3 separate regions of the Mus musculus genome follow, and all the other regions are linked to region 2. Evidence: chromatin contacts called from public HiChIP or PLAC-seq and promoter capture Hi-C data. All regions are on one chromosome and are shown on one strand. Each heading gives the region's core, a stretch centred on a gene start, on an enhancer-like site or on the middle of the called end of the contact. The rest is flanking DNA. Distances are from core to core; before and after follow the strand shown. Region 1 holds the start of Pdgfd (platelet-derived growth factor, D polypeptide). Region 2 holds the start of Gria4 (glutamate receptor, ionotropic, AMPA4 (alpha 4)). Region 3 has its middle 140 kb from the start of Ddi1.

The links. Promoter capture Hi-C pulls out the DNA fragments that hold promoters and counts their contacts. HiChIP or PLAC-seq counts read pairs in DNA pulled down with a chosen protein or histone mark.
Region 1: a contact with region 2 is called in a promoter capture Hi-C map of neutrophils, with 7 times the contacts expected there. The contact joins the promoter of Pdgfd here to the promoter of Gria4 in region 2. A contact is called at or near these places in 5 of 39 promoter capture datasets (the 3T3-L1 cell line, hippocampal neurons, liver and 2 more).
Region 3: an H3K27ac HiChIP or PLAC-seq map of SST interneurons shows a contact between it and region 2, with 11 times the contacts expected there. The contact joins the enhancer-like site here to the promoter of Gria4 in region 2. A contact is called at or near these places in 5 of 39 promoter capture datasets (the 3T3-L1 cell line, hippocampal neurons, liver and 1 more) and 1 of 115 datasets of contacts at active chromatin or transcription factors (SST interneurons).

What each region holds. Positions count from the first base shown.
Region 1 is chr9:6,166,880-6,170,255 of GRCm38.p6, forward strand. Pdgfd (platelet-derived growth factor, D polypeptide) reads left to right here and starts at 1,607. Exons shown (of 7, transcript NM_027924.3): 1 at 1,607-2,039. The coding sequence starts at 1,916.
Region 2 is chr9:4,794,582-4,798,075 of GRCm38.p6, forward strand. Gria4 (glutamate receptor, ionotropic, AMPA4 (alpha 4)) reads right to left here and starts at 1,653. Exons shown (of 17, transcript NM_019691.5): 1 at 1,264-1,653; 2 at 606-782. The coding sequence starts at 693. Gm46100 (predicted gene, 46100) reads left to right here and starts at 1,723. Exons shown (of 2, transcript NR_165471.1): 1 at 1,723-1,793.
Region 3 is chr9:6,406,669-6,410,073 of GRCm38.p6, forward strand. It overlaps a transcript of Pdgfd not described here. Among named protein-coding and RNA genes, the nearest start is that of Ddi1, 140 kb to the left of the region's middle. Within about 2 kb of position 1,518, at least 23 of the 459 cell types and tissues checked have an H3K27ac peak or open chromatin away from gene starts, as enhancers often do. A contact at or near this core is called in SST interneurons, where this site is marked.

The DNA.
Region 1 (3,376 bases), core at 357-2,856, 1.4 Mb after region 2:
GTGAAGCCCAAAAGCTAACACTGAATTTCTCTATTGTTTGTTTTGAGCCGGTATCTCTGGCTGAATCATGAGCTTTCCCTTTACACAAGTTGAAATCCGGGGATCTACCTGTTTGCGTTACACAGCACTGGAGCTTCAAATGCATACCACAGTGTGCACAAGTGTGACACAAGTGTGATGTGTGTCTTCAGGTACTTCGCTGACTGTACCATCGCCTGTGAGCCTACTTTCTATGTTGCTTCTCTGTGTCTTTCTCCAGGGCAGATTATATACTTAAACAGTATAAACAGATTTTTTTTTCTTCAAGGGGATTCAAATTTTTCAATTGTCGGTCACATCAATAGCATGTACTTTCTTATGCATCAGCCCATAAAACAGTGATATCCATAAAGCAAGAACGTCTTACATGAACTTGATCGAGAACTAAGAGGGCACTACATTCCATTTTACTCACTCAGAAATAGTGCTGAAATGAAGTTACCCACATGTATATCCTCTTCAGTGCTGGGTGGTAGAGTAACTTGTAAAGTCTGTATTGTCATAACCCCCTCCCTTCTCAGCCACTTCTAATGAATGAATATCATGTATGTCCTATTCTCTAGACTTTCAGGCCTTAAAGATGTTGGGACTTTTGTATCACAAACGTCACTGATGAACAGCTGAGGAAATATGTATGCTTGATTGAGATTCATCTACCAAAAAAAAATCATAGAACAAAATTAGTTCATCTAATTCTTGCCACAGTCACACAAATCATTTCTATTTGTGTTTTGTACCAAAAGACACTGCATTTCTGGGGTCCAGTGCTTTCTTGCTTTCTTTCCTCCCACTGTTTTTTTTTTTTTTTTTTTTTTTTTTTAACCTATGGCCAAATATCCCTCCTTCATTTCTTCTATAGTATTAACATATTTAAAATCTAGAAAACATACAATATTCACAGGATTTTGCTTTGTTTTTTGTTAAACAGGGTCTTCACGTAGCCCAGGCTGGCCTGAAATGGAGTTCACTATACTGCTTAGGTTGGCCTTGAACGCTGACCCACCTGCCTTCACCTCCAAACACCAAGATTACTGGCATTCACCACTCCATCTAATTTATTTATGTGTGTGTTCATTTTCTGTTGTTGTTTGAGACAAAGTCTCTCCTTGTAGCCCTCTTCTGCCTTTGCCTCAAGGTGTTCAAACAGTCCCTGCTTCTCTTCCTGAATTGGTAACTGAGCCTCAAGGCAAACTCAGCATGGGCTTCTTTGTGATTGCATTTCCTGTGGAAGGTGGAGTGAAGCCTTGCTCAGTTGATTTGAGTTCTAGTATAATAGTCCTAGCAGATTCCAGTAACCAAGGCCAGCACTTAGTGGGCTGTCAGAGGATTTGACCACTCACCTCTAGATAAGTTCTATCCTCCTTTCACTCCTCCTGACCACTTTGTGCCCTACTCCTGGCCAGTTTCTATAAAACCCTGGGAGACGGGAAGGGTCTGGACCACCTTCAAACTCATGCTCAGTGACAGAGCTATTTTGGCTGGGACTGTGAGCCAGGACTCCAGGATCCCTGTTCCCAGCCGCACTGCCCAACAACTACACAGCCTCCCTTCCGCAGAAGAGCCAGACGCTGTGACGCCGGCTCCCTGCAGCCTGTGCTGCAGCCGCTGTCCACCGGAGGGGGGCGAATCCACGTCAACCTGTTGTTTGCCCAGCTCCTATTGATCAAGTCAGAGCTACAAGGAAATGCGGCACACACACGCGCTTGGAAAGTTTAGCTTACAGGAAGTTTTGGGAGAGCAGCGCCAGTAACTGGGCGGCCGGGACAACACAGGCGGTGAAGGCGAGGGACTGTGCAGTAGAAATCCGCCGACTCAACCCTTTGGGCTTTATTTATTTACTTTTGGAGCAACGCGATCCCTAGGTCGCTGAGCCCAAATGCAACGGCTCGTTTTAGTCTCCATTCTCCTGTGCGCGAACTTTAGCTGCTATCCGGACACTTTTGCGACTCCGCAGAGAGCATCCATCAAAGCTTTGCGCAATGCCAACCTCAGGAGAGATGGTAAGCGATTCATTTGATTTGTGTTCAGCATTGAAAAGGTCACATTTGCTATTGTCAAGGTTCTTTGGGTCATTCACCAGACCCCACCTCCTCCGATTTTGAATTTTTCAAATGAACTCAGAAGGCATTCTCTGGAAAGGATTCTCCTGCCTGCTCCTCACCCTTCCCCACCCCCCCCACCCCCCGCTAAAATTGCCCCTCATTCTATAACTACTAGAGAGTGTTTTGAAGTGTCCTGGAGGCCACTGGGGGAAGTGCTGGAGTACACTGGGGGGTGGGGTCAAGTGGCTTTCTCCCTGCAACTTAGAATCATATCAGTAGGTGTGTGTCCTGGAGTAGTTGACACCAGGATGTGGGTGTCTCCTTCCAGGCTTTGAAAGCTGCAGGCTGTGCTCATCTTGGCATTGTGGTGGGCGGTGGAGTCCAATGGCCTTTACTGGATAATGTAATTCTTATTTATTTTTTTATTTTAGTTAGGGGAGTAGGGATGACACGTTTCAACACTGTGGTTATTTTTGCAGCAGACTGGCCATGTATAAATCATTTGTTTTCAAAAGAAGTCAGTGTTGTCCTTTATGTCCCTCAAGTGACTTTCCCTTGGAGTTCAACAAGGGTCAGGAACTAAGTGTGTGGGAGGCAGAGTTCCTGGAATGTTCTTGTAGCACAAGGTACCTGGCTTCTTTGGTTGGTTTCCTTTGTACGGAAGTTTTCCAAGCTCCTGAAATGGCTGTCCTAAGAAAGGTACTGAGTAAGCATGCTTGTTTTCCTGTCCTGTGCAAGATACATGGGAAAAATAGGTCCTAGAAACTCCTCATTGAGCTTTTCTCCTGGAACTTAGGCCCTCAGCTGTAGCCTGTGGTCCTAGCAAGGTACAGTCCTTGTGTTGGGTACCTGTAATATCCCAAGACATTTTTGGCTTTTGTTATCCTACATGAAGCTCATTCTCTTACTTGGTTAAAGTACCCAGAGCCTCCACTTGCTTCCATATCACTCCACTTGCTCCTCCCATCAAGGAAATCATTGAGTTGTTCTTAGTGGCTTGATTGAACTAGAAACATTTAACCATCTTGGTAACATGATAGTAGCCACCTTAGTCACTAATCAGTGTCTTTCTTGAATATGTTCTAAATTCAGACTTCCTTAAAAGGCTCTTGGAAATTGCTTTCTGATGACAGGTAGAATGTAGAACAAAGTGCAGTGTCTCCAAGTTATCCAAAGTGTTGAGGTGTGTGGCCTATGAACTCAAATCCCTACTGGATAGCAGTGTTTTTGTAAAATATTGTGATGGTATGTTTTGGGTGACCCCCCTCCCAATTAAAGTACAGAGATTTTGCTCT
Region 2 (3,494 bases), core at 403-2,902:
CCCATCAACAGACAGGAGAGGAGAATGGCAATCATGGTGGAGGAAGGGAGGGTCGCGAGAAACGAGGGTGGGGAGATACAGAACAGAAGCTTAAGTCAAAAGCAAAATAAAACCAACGAAGGTTCCTCGAAAAGGGTCTAACATTTGAATCTGCCAACTGGCAAGGCAACAAGGAAAGAAGTGAGGGCAAAAAATGCCTTTCCCCCCATCTCCTTCTGTAACAGCGAGAATGCTGCAGCTTGCAGAATAGCAAAAAGTGGGTTAAAAAAAACAAACAAACAAACAAAAACGAACACAAAATAAAACTCGGCATTTCCTCTTGTTCTACGAAAACGAGATTAAAAGAAAACGAGTATAAAATGCAATCAAAGTCCATGAAGGTTTGATTGTTTGTTTGTTTATTGTTTTCTCCTTCCTCAACTTCTTTCATTCCTACTTTAACCTACTGTAGAGCAAGAAGGAACTTGAATCAGGGTTGGGTGTGCTAGCCTGAACTTGCACCCAGAAGGTCTGTTTGAAAAGGGAAAGCTCCTCCATAGAATTCCTTATCTGCAACTCATTTACCTCACATCAGCTACATGCACCTCTTCCCCAGTTCTTCTTACCTATTTGAACGCTGCTCGGAAAGGCTCCCATGGCGAGTCCCCAAAATCCAGAAAACAACAAGACAATCTGCCTGCAAATAATCCTCATCTTCTTTGCTCCTCTCCCTGGTGCGCGCTCTCCTCTCTTTCTCTCACTCTTGCTAAATGATTTTCAGAGAGGCATTGAAGATGATGGCGCTAAAATTCAAAGAGAGAGAGAGAGAGAGAGAGAGAGAGAGAGAGAGAGAGAGAGAGAGAGAGAGAGAGAGAGAGAGAGAGAGAAGAAAAGGTTTGGGTGCTTTTAGGTTATGACAGCTTTCCCTCAACAATCCATCCCCAGCTGCCAGATGTTTCCCGCAGTCTCCATAGCCCTGGGGGAGGTTTTCTGTCCTGCTGATAATGTTCATGCAGAAGATGGTGGTGGCCAGTCTAGCTGCTGCTCTGCTCACAGAGATGAGACATGCGCTCTGTCTGTGGCTCCCTTGCGCTCCCTTGCTCACATCCACACGGTTGCGGGCGCCACACGCGCTCTGCAGCTCACAGCCGACCCCCGCCCGGGCTACAGCATCCCTGAGCGCCTCCAGTGCCTCGGTACCGGAGCGCGCACTCCCACCACGGCCCCTCACCCCTTGCCCCTTGCTCCTCGCCTCCCATTCCCTTTCCCCCAGCCTGTACTCACCAGATCGCCCAGGTCTTCAGGGAGGCTCTGGAGCGAGTCTTCAGGCTGGGGTTTTGGCGTACAGTCTCCAGTATCTGATCCCCTTCCTCCTACCTTCCGCGCGTTTGCCGAGGAACCGGCTCTGGAGGTGGGGGCCCCTCTTCAGAACCAGTGTTTTTCTTTTTATGCCCTCCAAGTCGCCTTTGGATTCTTGGTTGAGCTTGGCAGGAAACTACCCCGGGGGGCCGGGTATGCCAGCCCGGATCCCGGGCTGGGGGGTTGGAGAGGAAGTTAGCACCTCCCCATGGTCTCAGTCCCCTGCAGCATCCTTGCAGGCTCGCGGGAGGACAAGCTGCCTCCCGGCTCCCAGCCCTTTCCTCTCAGCCTTGCCCAGCCTAGTCCGCTTCTGCTATTGGGTTGCGCGCCCGCGCGAGCGAGCGAGCGCGCGCACGCGAGGGGAGACTTCCTTGCTGCAACTGCAGCAAAGATTTCTCACCAGCAAACAACCAGGGGAATCTGCAAAGCCCTTGATGCGGATGGATGCGGTAAAGGTACTCAGAGAAGGAGAGGAGCGAGGAGGGGGACAAGGCAGCCCCGAGGTGATGAGGCTGGGGTCTAGAAGGGAAGAATTGGAGGAGGTAGGAGGTAAGGGTAGTGAAAGTCAGAGAAGTTTACAGGATAGAAAAGGGAGGTGTGTGTGAGGGGGTGGGCAAGGGAGGAAGAGGAGACCAGAGGGGTGGTGGTGGTTAGCAAGACACACTCAGAGACCTCTAGTATGTTCTTTAAAGGGCACTAGGCAGAATTAGGAATTAACATTGAGAAGTATAAATTAAGAAAACTACTTAAAGGCTGCAGTTCATTTCTATTCAGTGATTTACCCAAAAGGATGCTTTCCTGCATTTTGTGTGTGTGTGTGTGTGTGTGTGTGTGTGTGTGTGTCGTGGTGAGTGTATTGTGTGTGTTGTTGTGTATGTGTTCTCCATACACATCTCCTTTGCTTGGGGTTTGGAAAACTCATTCTACTTACAGTCACCTCCAAGAAGGCATGGCTTTTGCAGATGAAGTCAGCAAGTTAGTTTGAGTTTGTATAAGAAAGTAGAAAGGAATTAAGCTAGGATTTTAGGAATATTGTCACTTTGTTCACAGAGTCACCTTTAAAGCTGTCATTTCACTCGCTGTCGTTTTATGGGAAGAGGCTGGGACACCTCCAAAGGAGGTGATTGCAGTACCTGTAGACAATATGGAAGATAGCTTTCTAATATCCCAATACAAAATAATATGTCCTAAGGAGAAATGACAGTAACCTAGGTCTTCAATGATATAGTTTAAAGTCCAGGAGGGAAGCCTAGGAGAACTCAACCCTACTCAAAAACTATAGACAACTGAGGAGAACTGGGAGTGGGGGAGATTGTCTTCCACAGAATAACAAACCAATTGGTAGTCCTTGGGCAAACAGTTCACTCACATACAAGTAATATTTCATGGACTTAGCAAGTTTATATTTAGAATGAATATATATATATATGAATATATATATATATATTCATGTGATATATATTATCACATGAACAATTGAAAAAGAGGCCATAGATTTTAAGATGAGTAGGGAGGGGTTTAGAGTATGGGAGGATTTGGAGGGAGGCAATGAAAGGGAGAATTGTAGTAATTCAATTACACTCTCATAAACAAACAAAAAGAAGTTAGTGAAAATGGAATAGCACCTCTTATCACATTTTTAAAAGAATAAAGCAAGTGCCTGAGTGTGTCTGATAAAATGTGTAAAGGGGAAGCTGATGACGTATATCAAATTGCAGCAAGAATTTACCTGGTAAAATCCTTCTTGAAATACGTGTTACCTTTATCTCTTCAGGTTGCCTTCCCCCTTCTTGTTTCATTTAATAAAAAAAAAAAATGGATTATATCCAGGCATATATATTTGTTGGGTTCCTAGTGATATTATGATTTATTAATATTAGCTGGGGTACCAAATAACTAATTTATATATTCATCACATCAGTATTTCTCATTTTTGTTTTGTTTTGAAAACATTTTAAATTTGCTTTGATGATTTTGAATTCACATGCATGTAATCAAAAAAGAAAGCTTGTTGGTGGGATAAGATCCAGTGTGATCATTGCAGTAAACACAGTGGAGATTCCTCAAGCAACTAGAAATATCATTCATGTCTTTTTATTACATGTGACGAGTGACCTATTTTGTAGTTTGGAGAATGTATTTTAAACCCTTCGCTA
Region 3 (3,405 bases), core at 268-2,767, 1.6 Mb after region 2:
CCACAGAGATATCAGAGGCTACTGAACTTTGTACCTGCTGCCTCTTGGGCTGCAGTACAGTTAACATGCCGTACCCTACTTCACACCTATCAAAGTCCAGCCAAGAGCTGCTGTCTCACAAGCTTTCTATCTCCCATTTCACCTGCTAGATTGACGTTCACAATGTGATAACAGGATTCTCTATATCATTTTGCTCTTGTGTCCTTCATTGGATTTTATTCCAGGTACACTTCTATTGATGCAGATCTCTGCTCTGGATGATCTAAAGTAGAGAATCCATCTTTCTTGTCTTTAATTCTTAATGCCTAACAAGGTAAGTAGCAAATGAGAGATGGTGAATCAGGAGTAATAAGCAGTCCATTAAGCCTTTGCCTCTCTTGACACTTGAGTCTCTAAGAAGCATAAGCACAGGACATCTCCACCTCCCCTTGAAATTTAAAGGACAACACAAACAAAACAAAAAAAATTTAACTTATTTTAACTATGAAAACCCTTTTTGTGATTTATTCTTTTAAAATGTTATTTACTATACTAAGAAATGCGTGTAATTATTCCATATATCTGTATGATTATACTTTGTTTTTTACTCAATCTTACTTTATCTCAGTTACATTTAACAGTCAGGTGTCCTGGATTTCAGAGTATAAGCTACCTGAAGGCAGCATACCGTTTTTGTCACTTTGACCCTAGCTTATGTCAAGTTAAAATTAAGCTAACTAACACACGGCAGCAAACTCTTGGAATTCATTCACAGAGGAAGCAGGGATAAGATCTCTAGGTTTCACCGACCAACCTATGCAGTCTAATTGGTAAGACTCAAGATACCGAGAGGTACTTTCTCAAAAGAGATAGATGGCATCCTGAGTATGTCCTCTGTCTTCCACATGATCAGACACATACAAGATGAACATACATATTTCAAAAAACTTAGAAAACTAGAATCACATACTTGAAAATTACTTTGAAATGTAATAAATCAGCATACTGTCACATCCTCTAGACTCATACTCTCCCATGTGAAGCAACTTTAAGATTAGATAAAGAGACATGTTCCTGCTTTTCTCATTTGCACATCATAGATACAATTTATAGAAAACTGGAAAAGCACATGGCTTCCTCTGCCTTTTTTTCCTCTCTCTCTACTTAAAACAGCAAGTTCAGAAAGACACAAGGATGGAGAGCATTTTGGGGCTAACATGAAAATAAGAATATCAAAATTCACATTTGGAAGTATCATGTCACTGTGAAATGGAATTATTTTTTTTCCTTTGAAAGTGGCACTAAAAGACTGCAAGAGACAGAAGTGTAAAGTCAACTCTTTATATTCAACTCATGTTCGCCCAAAAGACAGGGACTTGAAAATTCATAAGACGTTGAATTACCACAGTCAAAATTTCAACAGCTTCCCTTCCAGCTGCTCAGAACTGCAGCTGAACTGCAGCCTCAGAGCACAGTGGCAGCCACTGACTTTCTTTTGTAGAGCTTTGGAGATGTAACAGCTGCAGTGCTCGCCCTCCCCTCATGCTCTCTAGAGGGCTAGAAAGCCATAGAACAGTGGCAAGCCTGAAAGCACTAACACACAGCTGCAGATTATGCAGCCTCTGCAGCAGCTTACCGTAGTCTGTGATAAACATAATGTTGTTTGTGTAAAGTGAGCATCATTCTCTAGGCATTGTTGACAGAAATTCAGGTGAGAAGATTAGGGATCACTGTGTTTTATTTAAAGTCTGTTGTAAATATGACACAAGGTTTAGACTATTCAACTGCATTGCAAGAAAGGCCGATATGTTGATAGGAAAATGTAGCTGTAACCTGGAAAACAAACTAAATTTAACTTGGTATTTATTGTGAAAAGCCTTAAGATGTCTCCCAGTATGTAACAATGAACCTATCGAATAGTTAAGATATCAGGTCCTCTTTACTTGATAAGCAAATATTTTCTTTAAAATGGCTAGATAGGGCGGAGGTATAGCTCAGCTGGAAGAGTGTATAGCAGAAGTTCAATAACCAGGACTGGAAAACATGGCAGTACCTAGCTTTATAGTGGTTCTAATGAGAAGGACATCCAAAGGCTGATATTTTCATGCTTAGTACCTCGGTGGTAGATTGTTTTGAGAGGTAGGAAGTGAGGCTGTGTTGAAAGAGGTGTGTTATTGGGCGTGGGTTTTAAGAGGCCACTCCAGGCCCAGTCTCTTTCTCTATCTGCCTCCAACTTGCAGATAAGATGCCAGCTCTCAGACACTACTCCAGCATCATGCCTGCCTGCCTGCCTGCTGCCATGCTTACCATCATGATAAGAGACTCACTCTCTGAAACTTTAAGCAAGCCCCCACCCAGTTAAAATTTTTCTTCTGCTGGGCAGTGGTGGAACATATCTTTAATTTCATCACTCAGGAGACAGAGACAGGCACATATCTGTGAATTCAAGGCCAGCCTGATCTACAGAGGAAGGTTTGGGTCAGCCTGTGGTGGTATGCCGAGGAACCCTGTCTCAAAACACAAAAGTAAAGATCAAACAAAAGCTTTCTTCTGTGAGTACTTTGATCACACTGTTTTTTCACAACAATAGGCACAGTAACTAAGACACCTTTCACCTCAATACTTGTGAGATGGAGGCAGAAGCACTTGAAATGTCAGGGCTACAGGGTGAGTTTGCCACCATCCTAAGCTAGAGATTTACTGTTTAACAACAACAGCCTAATTAATGAGAAAATTCTTGCTGTAAATCTTTATAACTTTATTGATATAAATTAATATGATTACCTATTCAGTTTTGAAAACTAGTACTTGCTCTAAAATTTCTGATAGAATTTTCCTAGTGAAGGGGTACACAAATTTGTATTTTGAAAGAACCTCAGGAAATCCCTGCATGCATTTCTCTTTTAAGCCTATCGAAGGAGCTCATTTCTTATTTAGTCAGCTACCACAGACTTCTCTGTTCTCTGCTACCAAGGATTTTTCCCTCCATATCAAAGCTTCTCATTAAAAATCTTTAATAGCCTCCCATGGTGTGATAAACTGAATTTACATGCAAATTGCATGGAAAAAACTTGTAAATCTACTCGAAATCTGTCTTTCTGGCTCTGTATTTTACCAAAGCCCATGAAACTATGGGATTCAACTTGGCAAATCTGCTTTTCTCCTGTAAAGCACACCTCAAACATCACCTCATGTTGTTCTTCAGCTTTGTTCACCTTCTGAGGCTCTTTCTTTAATATCACTTCCCCAAAAGCTCAGCAAGCTTAGCCTCCTGCTCTCAGTCTCTTAGAGAAGCTCCCATGTCATCACTGGTATATTTTATCTGAACACCACACAGCAGAAATCACATTTAATGGTTAATACATCATTGCTGTTTTCATGAGACACTGTAGAAGAGCGTACTTTTCATGTTTATCTGTTGCTGTA